2 separate regions of the Rattus norvegicus genome follow, and region 2 is linked to region 1. The links are chromatin contacts, called in public Hi-C maps. All regions are on one chromosome and are shown on one strand. Each heading gives the region's core, a stretch centred on a gene start, on an enhancer-like site or on the middle of the called end of the contact. The rest is flanking DNA. Distances are from core to core; before and after follow the strand shown.

The links. A called contact is a pair of places that touch in the nucleus more often than the background predicts.
Region 2: a contact with region 1 is called in a Hi-C map of liver, with 3 times the contacts expected there. The contact joins the promoter of Pam here to the enhancer-like site in region 1. A contact is called at or near these places in 2 of 12 Hi-C or Micro-C datasets (Schwann cells and liver).

What each region holds. Positions count from the first base shown.
Region 1 is chr9:105,484,535-105,489,947 of GRCr8, forward strand. It overlaps a transcript of Pam not described here. Among named protein-coding and RNA genes, the nearest start is that of Pam, 83 kb to the right of the region's middle. Within about 2 kb of position 2,812, at least 6 of the 93 cell types and tissues checked have an H3K27ac peak or open chromatin away from gene starts, as enhancers often do. A contact at or near this core is called in liver, where this site is marked.
Region 2 is chr9:105,567,138-105,572,550 of GRCr8, forward strand. It overlaps Pam (peptidylglycine alpha-amidating monooxygenase), which reads left to right and starts at 3,231. Exons shown (of 25, transcript NM_013000.3): 1 at 3,231-3,516; 2 at 4,375-4,495. The coding sequence starts at 3,413.

The DNA.
Region 1 (5,413 bases), core at 1,562-4,061:
GCATTGGTCCTGGACACTTTATTGTCTATTAGCTTTAGCTGAGCTTCTCTGCCCTTTCTTTTACCTTTCTTGCCCAGTCCATGCATAATTAATGTTTTTACAAGAATGCATTAACTCTTTGACTGCAGCGTAACAACAACAGGACGCTAAATTTCTAAGAATCTTCTGCCGGGCTACAATCTACAGTTGTCCATGCAGATGCAAGTTTCTACCTGACTTGAGTTATCTTCCAATAAATACTTGAGTTTCTTGAGCACTCCTTGCCTGACAGTGATTGTAGCTATTACTTTCTTTTCTGTGTGTTTTCCCAATACACTGTTTCTGCCAAAGCAGAACCTCGAGTTTTACCTCGTGGACATGGCTGCTGTTGACTGGAGTCCTTACTTTGGTCTTCCCCTATCCAGTGTGGCATTATAATTGATGTATTGATGTTGTTTTAACCGGATACAGGAGAAAAACAAGCTTTCTCATAATTAATATTATTAAACCGTATGAATTGTGCTTCAGCCTTCCGAGGGAAGATTATAAAGAAAACGAAGGTAGTTCGTTGAATTGGGGTTAAAATGGGCGATCCTGCAGGAATCCCACACAGCATGTGACGGGTATGCAGAGGTTGGAATATTCTCTCAGAGCAATGTTTGATGTACTACTCCACTTGACCTTTAAGAAGCCACTGATAACCGACTTTGATCGGTTAAACGGAAGGAGATCCAGCATTGTCCCACAGACTGGTTGATTAATTTAAATCCATAGATGTAGTCTTGCCTGAATGCCCTTTGCAAGGTCCATGTACAGAAGGGATGTTATTCAGAAGCACTGAGCCCAGTCTGGCTGTCCGACTCTTTCAGCTCTGCTGGACCTCTTAGGCTGCAGGCATCATCCTTAACCCCTTAATGCCCGCTTCAGCTCCTGTGCATGCTCCAAATTTCCTTCCATCCGCGTTCTGTTTGTAGCCTAGGGAAGAGGTATTTTACATCAGACTAATTGAAGGGCTAAAATAGGAAGTTATCTTCAACTAGGTTCTTTAGAAAAAAAAAACATTAGAGCTTAATCCCCCACTTCTTCTGAGGATCGTAATCAAAATTAGAATCACGAAATGTTGAAATAAGTTTTGGGCATTAAAGTAAGCCACATGTATAATTCCTTGCCTTTTAGATTCAAGACACTAAGGGCTTTGTTATCTGTGTTCAGTTCAGGATATGTGTCTAAGATGCAGGGCCCTTGGATGAGTTAAAGAAGTACAGTAAGGGGATAATCCTTGACCTTTAAATGAAAGCAAATTTTAAATTCTTCGAGGATAAAATGGAGTAGCTTCATTTTTTTTTTTCTTGGACTGAGAAGTGGCCTCACCACCTTCTTACACCACCTTCTGGCCGTCACAGGTGCTGCATGCATACGGTGCACACTCATACAAGCAGGCAAAACACCTCTACACATAATATGAGGAGATCCCCGGGGTGCTGGGGGCGGGGGTGACTGGGAGGGAGGAGTGAGCAGGATGTAAAGTGAATAAAAAAATTAAGAATAAAAAGTAATAAAAGACCAAAAAAAAGCCATTAATAAAACAAAACCCAACCAAACCGCACACATACACACACAGAAGAGAAGTTTTCTTCCATGGGCCAGTCTATCGGACGTACTTGCTGAAAAGGTAGCTGCTTATTAGAAGGTAGAGGTCCAGCTGAGAAACATAATGGGAAGTTAGGGAAACTAGAAGTTGTATGGTAGAAATAATGGAATCTAGTTCAGCTTTTATTTTTTGTTTTTGCGTTGTTGTTTTCACCTTTTGAGAGCAAAATTCATATTGGTATTTTAGCATGTCACGTGGGGTTCTTTTTTAAGAGCTTAAGTAAAAGCATTTAATCACTAGTACCTTGCTAACCTGGAAGCAGGTTGTGGAGTTTGTGTTCATTCGCTGTTGACTGAGGGAACGCCGAGCAGAGCACAGAGCTCCGTCTGTCCTCAGTAGAGGCTAGGAAGCAGGTATAGACTCTGCTCTTCAGAAGCTTAGAGGAAGTAGGAAAAATTCATAACCATGAACCATATTTTCTTACTGTTGCTGGCAGGGAAGGGACAGCACACTTGTTCAGTGCAGCCCCTAGCAGTGAGCCACAGTCTTCGACCCACAAAAGAGTGTCTTCAGGGTGGATAGAAAAAGAAAGAGCATTGGAGATTCTGAGATAGGTTTTGGTGGGTCGGTTGGGTTTCGTTGATAGAAAGGGGTGAGAGCAATTCGGAGGCAAAGTGGGGTGGGAAGGTAGGTACTCACGGACTTTCCCGAGAAGGGAGCAGATCCGTTTCTAGAGCAGAGAAAGCCCAGGATTGTCGAGAGAAGGGATAGGCGAGAGCAAAAGGGGGAGGGGTCACTGGGAAGAGAAGGGAGGGGAAACTGCAGTCAGGATGCAATACATGAGACCACAATAAAAAATAGTTTTAAAAGAATCTATCAGCAGATACTGAGTGTGTTGCAGTTCCTCGCCTTCCTTCATTTTTCAGGGGAAAACTGTAGATACTAAGTCTTCTTTCCCAAGCATCTTAGTTCAGAAAATTCAAATCAAACTGCAAAGTGCTACCGGTGTTTTTAATTCCTCAGTACATGTGACCTACCAAAACTAGATCACAGAGATGTTTTAAAACCTCAACTAGGCTGTGATAATTGATGATATTAGAACAGTAATAAAAAAGAAATATCTCAACAGCAACAACAATAACAGTAACAACAACAATAACAAGCCAAAGCTAGACCGGCTCACAGCCACACTGTACCAAATGCTAATCTCTGCACTCTTCACCCTGAAACAGGAAGTGGAGGAGGCTGGGCAGGGTTCAGTGGGCTATGGTCTGAAGTGCTTGGAGGTAAGACTGTCAGTGTCCTATAGGGGGAGCCTTTGAGAAGCTTGCAGTTTAGAATCGTGTCCAGAGGTAAACTGGACAAGATAGTTAAAGACTTATCAAGGACAAAGAAATGACCACGCAACGACCAGAAGAAGGTTTCACTGAAGACAGAAGTCAGTAATGAGACTAGAGAGTTATAAGATGTCAGATGGAGAAGCATCAGGGGACAGGTCACTAAATTTGGCCAGTACCTGACTTTCAATAGGAGGTCAGGCCATAGCCCTTCCTACCAGTTCTTGTACTTTTTTCATTAGCTCAGTGTGGATTTGTCTTAATTAGAATCCCGAATCCCAAATGTAGATCGAAAAACTCCATGCACTTCCAGTGTCTGGAGTTAGGTAATCATTCATTTAACCAAGAGCAGAGCAGCCAAGGGCACTGCTCCTGGGGGTTAGGAGGCAGTGCGGTATGAGCGGATTAAAAGTGCTTTGTCCTAGCCTTAGAGATGTGTAGTGGGGAGAGAGTTCAATGGCCACTGGAGCAGACTGCTCTGGCCTTCCAAGTTGGCTCGAACATCCCTCTGGACTCTAACCTCCCTTTGCTTCTTTTACTCACCAGCTCGAGTTCACATCCGATTAATATACAAGTCAGGCTGAGGGCCTTGTGGGTTCCCTAACTACAGTTTAAAGGTTAAGGTGTTTCCTGAGGGCTAGACTTAGGCATGACAAATACACTCTTACTGTAAAAGAATCATTTTCCATTTTAAGTTTTGATTTGTTTCCGTTTGGGTACCAGTGAAGCTTTCGGATGCTCAAAGAATAAGCCTATTGTTTTTCTGAAGTTAGGACAGATATAAGGGCATATACCTATCCAGCTGGAACCTGTCAGACCACAGGAGGGTGTAGTCCGTTACTCCCAGCTGTGCTTCTAACCTTTGGACCTCGTGTTCCTGTGGGTGGTCTAAATGTGGGTGTGCACTTCACCAGTCGCTGTTCTTAGAATAAACACAGAGACAGACAGGTAGTAGTGTTTTTATGTAAAGTTATCAACTGAAGAATTTATGATCTGTAAGAAGTCAGTGACATTGCACTGTTGGGGGGAAGAAAATTAACGGTGGTGGGAAAAAAGGAATAAGAATATTGAGTAGGATGTACTACATTTAGCTGCTTTTTAAAAATTAATTACAGGAGAATAAAAGCTACCTCAGGGTGAATTGTGGATAGGAGTTAGAGAAATTAGGTCCTTTTCTCCAAAGAAACATCTTTCGCAGACCATGTAATGTGGGCCACCCAGGGCCACTGGCAGGATTTATTTCACCTGGCAATCTTCCGTGTTTTCTTTAGCACTTTATAGTGTTAGAGATCTCGTGGTTTTGCCTGATGTGTGGTTATACTCTTCCTGTGATTGTCCTCTAAAAATAAATCTAACAAACTAGTTTTATTGATGGATCATTTGTCCTTTCTGACTCGCATCTCTGGAAAGGTCAGTGCACCTGCTCCGTTTGATGTGTTTGTTTCCTTGATAGCCTTAATTCACTTTTTCTTTCTAGCTCCACTCAGCTAGGCAGGATCTCTTTTTTAAAGAATGGTTCGAAGCGTCCTTGAACTCCTGTGGTCAGTGTAGGGCCTGGCCCTCCGAAGCTGTGATGAGCCCTCTGTGTATTCAGGTACACAGAGCCTAGTGTAACAGAGGGCACACAGGTGGATTTCTGCCTGTTGAATTAGTGTAATAATTCATAGTTGAATCTTCTTTAAAGTAGAGAATCATATAAAGACTGGAGGACTCTCCCTCAAATATAACACTCCTAATATTTATGTATGGTATGTCTTCTAGATACTTTTCAGTGCATGTTCACAAAAACAGGAATAGTTTGAGATATGATTTTATAGAGGTCGATAACCTTGAACTACAGAGCCTCCTGCCTTTGCCTCCTGATTTCTGGGATTACAGACATGAGCTGGCACATGCAGTTTTGAGCACTAGGGATTGAAGTCAGAGGCCCTCATGCATGGTAATCAAGCCTTCTACCTATGAGCTATGTCCTCCGCCCAACAAATGTTGCTTTTTAAAGAGAAAATTATGCCATATGTATAGGGCAATATATTTTACATTTAGTGTACATGGTATGTGGTACATAGTGTGTGTGTGTGTGTGTGTGTGTGTGTGTGTGTGTGTGTGTGTGTGCGCGCGCCCGCAGGAGCACACATGTGTGTTTGCTATTATAGCATGCAACTATAGGAAGCAAGAGAACAGTTGTCAGGAGTTGGCTCTTTCCTACCACCATACCGGTCCTGGGGATCAAGCCCAGGTTGTGGAGCTCAGAATCAAGGAACAGACTTGACCAGCCATCTCCCTAGCTCTTAGTAATTCTCCTGCTCACCTACCTCCATTTTACCGAGCTTGGCCTGTCTCGCCTTTCAAACAGGATCTCAGAAGGCACAAATGAAAGAACGGAAGCTTGATTGGAAAGTCCTCTCTCGTTAGCTGACTCAGGGGCAGCCCCTGTTTTCCTGAGACTACATGTTACTATTCTGCTCCCGGTCTTTCCCAAGCTCGACAGGAGTGAGAACTCCCAACT
Region 2 (5,413 bases), core at 1,981-4,480, 83 kb after region 1:
AACACGCCACGCCCTCTTCCCCACCTGGGCGTTTCTGCTCCTGCTGTCTGCTGTACTGGGCACGCCCAGGCTGTGCCTTCTGTTGACGTTGCCATCCAACACTTCTTGTTCATCCCATCTTGAGGACACTTCCCTTTCTCAGACATCTGAGTCTTTTCTGGTCTTTTCTGGGACTAGTGCTCCCATCAGTTGTGTGAAGTTCTTACCTCCTGAATAACTTGCCTTCTCTCTTTAATGTTAGTCATCCGAACAAACACAAACACAGATCACAACGTTTTGTGCATTATAGAAAATTAAGGAGCTTTGAGTGAGTAAAGGCATTATGTTGGGATCATATAGTATGAATTTTAAACACGTTGAGAGAAAAGATTGGAATGTTTCATATCCTACATTAATAGGGATTATGAAAATGAAGTGGTAGTGGTGAAACATATTTATTGTCATATCATAATGTGTATTCTGTCTTTGAAAGATTTAAGAATCATAATTTTCTTTCAGTTCGGTAGTAAAGGGTATTGTATCTATGGTTGCAAATACCATCTGGGCTTCTGCCCACAGCTTCTCTTTCCTTTAAGTGGGTGGTTTAGGGACATCAAAGGTAATAAAATCAATCAGGGAGTTAAGTGGAATTTTATTTCCAAGGCTAGTATACTTAAGGGCGTGTTCCTCTTACAGAATTTTAACAGTAAGTTTGTTTTCCAGTGTTTTGTTTAATCCTTGCAAGCTCAAACAAGGACCGTCCTTGAATCCTGTTCTGAATGACACAGAATTCCTTTCCTAATATATACATGTTTTTTTTAAAGAGAACTTCAGAAAATGTTCAACATTGTTACTTGCCAGGACTGTACTTGGTTGGCACTAAGACAGTGGCCTCGCCTACCACACTAACATCCCCATCCCCAGGAGGCTTCTTTACCCAGAGTAAGGACAGCTCAAGGTTTTTGTCACTGATCTCAAACAGGGAGCCAAAGGCAAAAGTTCAAACAAACACTAACAGTCTTTTAAAAAAACATCATCGCTTATGCAAATCACCTGTGGCCCTTGGGTGCTGGTGAACCTCAAGCATCCCTGAGGTAGTGGGAACATTAAATTTTAGTTTATTTATATTTGGTATGTGGTGTGTAACTTAGATGGTCCTGGCCATGATTGAGTATTATTCAGTTTACAATTAAAGTTTATTTATTTTTTGATTTTTACATGCACGTGTACACACACACACACACACACACACACACACACACACACACGGCTTAGCTCCACTATGCCATCAGTTATAGCGGGAAATTTAGAGGCTAGCGTATTATTGTGGAGAATGTCTAAATTATCGACTTATTCATTTGATAATCCAATTGAACTTAGAACTCCTGCTTGCTAAGTAAGCTTAAGCTGTCCCCCCAGCTCCTGACTTTTGTTCCATTTACTGTTATTCATGAAATCAACTGATTTGACATTCTCTGCACCATATTTATAAATATGGGTTAAACATTTAGAGCTCTGTTGTATAGAAGCTATTTTTCACAATGGGAACGAGACATTTTACATTAATGCCGTATCGTTCTCAGATTCAACACCTAATCTGGACAGTGTTCAGCGCAACTAGTAAAGTCATAGCGTGACTATTTTAAGAGTTTAGCTCAGTTGAGCTGCCCATGGAATGTCACATTTTCTGAGAGGCCTCTACAGAGGAAGTTTCCCCTAAGCCTGAAGGGGTTAACATTGAGGATATTGACAAAGTTAGCCCAGGGGAAAAGCATACTAACTTAAACGCTTGGGAAAGGGGGGGAGGGGGAGCACAGTATAGTGGACAAAGATGGGATTGTGACTCTCCCACTAGCCAGAAATATTAGGAACATGCTGCTTTTTCTGTAAGGGGGGTGGTGTTTGCAGAATGTAGACTGCACATTTTTATTGGCTTAATTAAGGCTCCAGAAAGTCACCCCTTTGGTATTCACATGTGCCTGGTACATGGTCTGGTCCTGGGAGTCTGTCCAGTAGAGTCCGTTCCTGTCTCCTGTACTGAGACAGTAGGGTTTCAGGCTAAGCATGGGAGACAGCTCTGTTCCCTTCTCCAGCTGGATTTTCATACGGGAGAAACGGAGTGTGTAGAGAGGAGGAAGAATCATAAGAGGACCTTGATTTTAGTACCTCCTTTTAAAAGGCTGTTGATTTCCTTGTCCTAAAATTATTCAGCGTAACGACGTCTGCCATAGTTTTGAGGTCTCCTTCCCTGAGCTCCCCCATCTCTTACTCATATTAATAGGGAGTTCTTGATGATAGCCTTTCCAGAGATACTGCATTTAGAGGATGGCTAAGACCCCTCCCGCTCCACTCCCACCCTTTCCTAGTTGTGTTACCCGTTTCTAAACTTTATGGAGGATAGAGTATCTTTGGGGCAGCATGCCACAATGGGAAGAAATGATTGATTTGGATACTAGATGCCAGCTTTTGAATGGGCATTTGCAAAGCACATACAGTTAACTGTAGAGTTTTAGAGTAATACTGAGAACTTGGGCAATTGCTTATATAGAGATGCCTGTCTGTGCAGGCGGTGGGTATCTCTTTCTCTTCTCATCTGTAGCCCTGTGGTGCTTGTACATGAAATGTCTTTGTTCTCATCTTTTCTGCCCGATTATCGTGGTCTCTAAGTGCTTTGTCTTCGCCTCTCTGGTTTAGTCCTTTTTCCTTAGTCAGTGATCTGAGTGAATAACTTTGTTTACATTGAACGGAGATCTGGAGCAGGGCTTCCCCCCCACCCCCATGAGATGAGAGAGTAATAGAGAGAGAAACCCGTAGAAGTGGGCTAGATAGAAGGGAATGTAGGGTGAAGAGCCAGGTAAAAATCAGAACAATAAAATAAAAAACAAAAACAAACGCGGAGTGGGTGTTGGGGAGGAAGAGCGAGCTAAGGGCAGGACTGGGGCTTTGCTCAGGGTCGGTGAAGTCGCGGGGGCTTGTCGCTGGGGTGGAGAGAGATCAACAGACCAGCATTTTCCCCAGGCTTGGGCGCAAGCTTGTGAAACTCCTGGTGTATTAAGGAACCTCAGCTGGGATTTGCTGAGGACAAATGCTGTAATGTGTTAGTCATCCATTATCTGCTTCTATTTTTGCAGGTTCCGAATGATGACTGACGCGGGTCTGCGCGATAGCCCTCACAGCCCCTGGCATTGCGAGCGATAAGGACCCTGCTCCTCCAGCCCTGTGGCTGCCACCGGCTCTGGCCGCTCTGGAGGGCGGGCGGCTCCAGCGGGCGGGCGGAGCGGACTCCAGAGCCGCTTCCCACGCGTCGGGAGCGGACCGAGCGGACCCGGCTGGCCGCGCATCGCCCTCGCCCGGGGCCATGAAGTAGCTGCGGCCGCCAGCCCTGCCATCCCGCCGGCCCGGCCACTGCCCGCTGCCCTGGTCCTGCGCGGACATGGCCGGACGCGCCCGCAGCGGTCTGCTACTGCTGCTGCTGGGGCTGCTCGCCCTGCAGAGCAGCTGCCTGGCCTTCAGAAGCCCACTTTCTGTCTTTAAGAGGTGCGTGCTCGGCTTGTTTGTTTCCTTTAGGCAGGAGGAAGGAGGTTGGGGTGGGTTCTGTGTATGCTCCTTAGAAATGTAGTCACTTGGAGTAGCCTGGTCTTTGAAAAAAAAAAAAATCTCCACAAGGCTGATTTTCTCTACCCAAACGTCTCGCAATTTTAGCTCAGTAACTTCTCCTGAAGTGCCCCTTGCATTAAAAGCCCACTCACAGTCCTGTAGCCAAGCTGCTGCTATCCTGGCTTTCGGAACACCAATTAGAAGTTGTGATTTCCAAAACTAATCGCACCCTCTTGGGGAAATATTTCAGAAACTGCAATATAGTTGTTTAGACTTGAATGCCTTCCTATATGTAACAGCTGGAGGAATAAAATATCAAGATAGATCGGCGGTGGGGAGAAGATCATTGGCTGTAATAGCTCACTAGGAAATATCGAGCTGTATACACGCACCTCGTAATTACCATATGAAATATTTATGTACTTGTACGTGTGTAATTCACATCGCAGTGTTTATTTCGCCCTCATATAACTGCACCTAGCAAGGCTGTGCCTAAGGTTTTCTGTTGTTTGTTTCCTATTAGTAATGTTGGGCACTCAGAGTTGACAAAATGCCAGTGGGTTACGATTCAGTCTTGCCACTAGAAAATCAGCGTGTGCGTGAGGACGATAGCGTCTTCATCAAGTAGAAATATGTATTATGAGCACTTATTGGGTCGAACCTCAGACCCTGCTTAGTTCTTCTGGTTTTATTTTGCTTACAAATTGGTTATAAGTTAATAATCCTTAAACTTAAGGGCATAGGATTTATTTCTACCCTTCCAATTATGCTCAAGAATGTTCAAATTATCTTCTTAAGGTTTAAAGAAACTACCAGATCATTTTCCAATGAATGCCTTGGTACCATTGGACCAGTCACCCCTCTTGATGCATCAGATTTTGCGCTGGATATTCGCATGCCTGGGGTTACACCTAAAGAGGTGCGTGGAATTCTGTACTTTATTATCCACCTGTTCTGTGCACGGTCTAAAACTGAAGGTAGGACAAGGCACTCGCATTTATAGCTGTACTAAGCTCTTTGCTTTCATACTTTTCAACTGAGGCTGGAGTATTGTGAAGGGGGTAAGACTTCAGGGGAGGATAATTTCAGTTCAATTATGTTTATGAAAAACGTTACCCATTCTGGTATTTGTGATTCAAACAGAAACTTAAAAATTTTATGTTTTGAGATTCTCTGTGGGGGAATGTCCTCTGCAGTGCAGCGTCTAAATATGCACAAAGATAAGGCAAAATGTTCTAACGAGGGAAATAGGGCTGAGCAGCTGCATGGACCAGATTACTGTGTTTTTAAAATACCCTTCCGAAGCAGCCACAATTAAGATAGAAAATTCTGTTCGCCGCCAAGAAGTTGAAAAAAAAAAAAAAAGCAAAACATTCCACGGTTTGGAAAGTTAAGGGAACTATTCGTACAGGTGGCAGGATGAATTTTCTGGAGCTGTATTCCTGAAGAGATAACAGCAGTGCTCACACAGACGAGACGCAGAGCATATGAAGTGGAACAACGTTGCTAGGCATCCCACGACCTAGCACACACAAGAAGCTAACGGCACCACTGCCGTGTGTACAAGGTGTTTCATTAAGCATGAAAGGCCAGAATTAATTATGCTCTGCGGCCAGGCAGTGTGGGGGATTTATGTATGTCATTAAAAGATAGCCCCGTGCTTTTTGAAGGGCTGCAGGCGGTGAGAGGAGAGGCCTGAATGTGGAGAGGCTGGCTACCTGATGACTCAGTCTCACAGATAACGCTCCACTTCCTATTTTCCCTTTTGGCACTGGGAAAATAAAAGTATTCTGTTTATTGAGGAAAGTGACTTTTAAAATGGACGACCAGAAGCTCT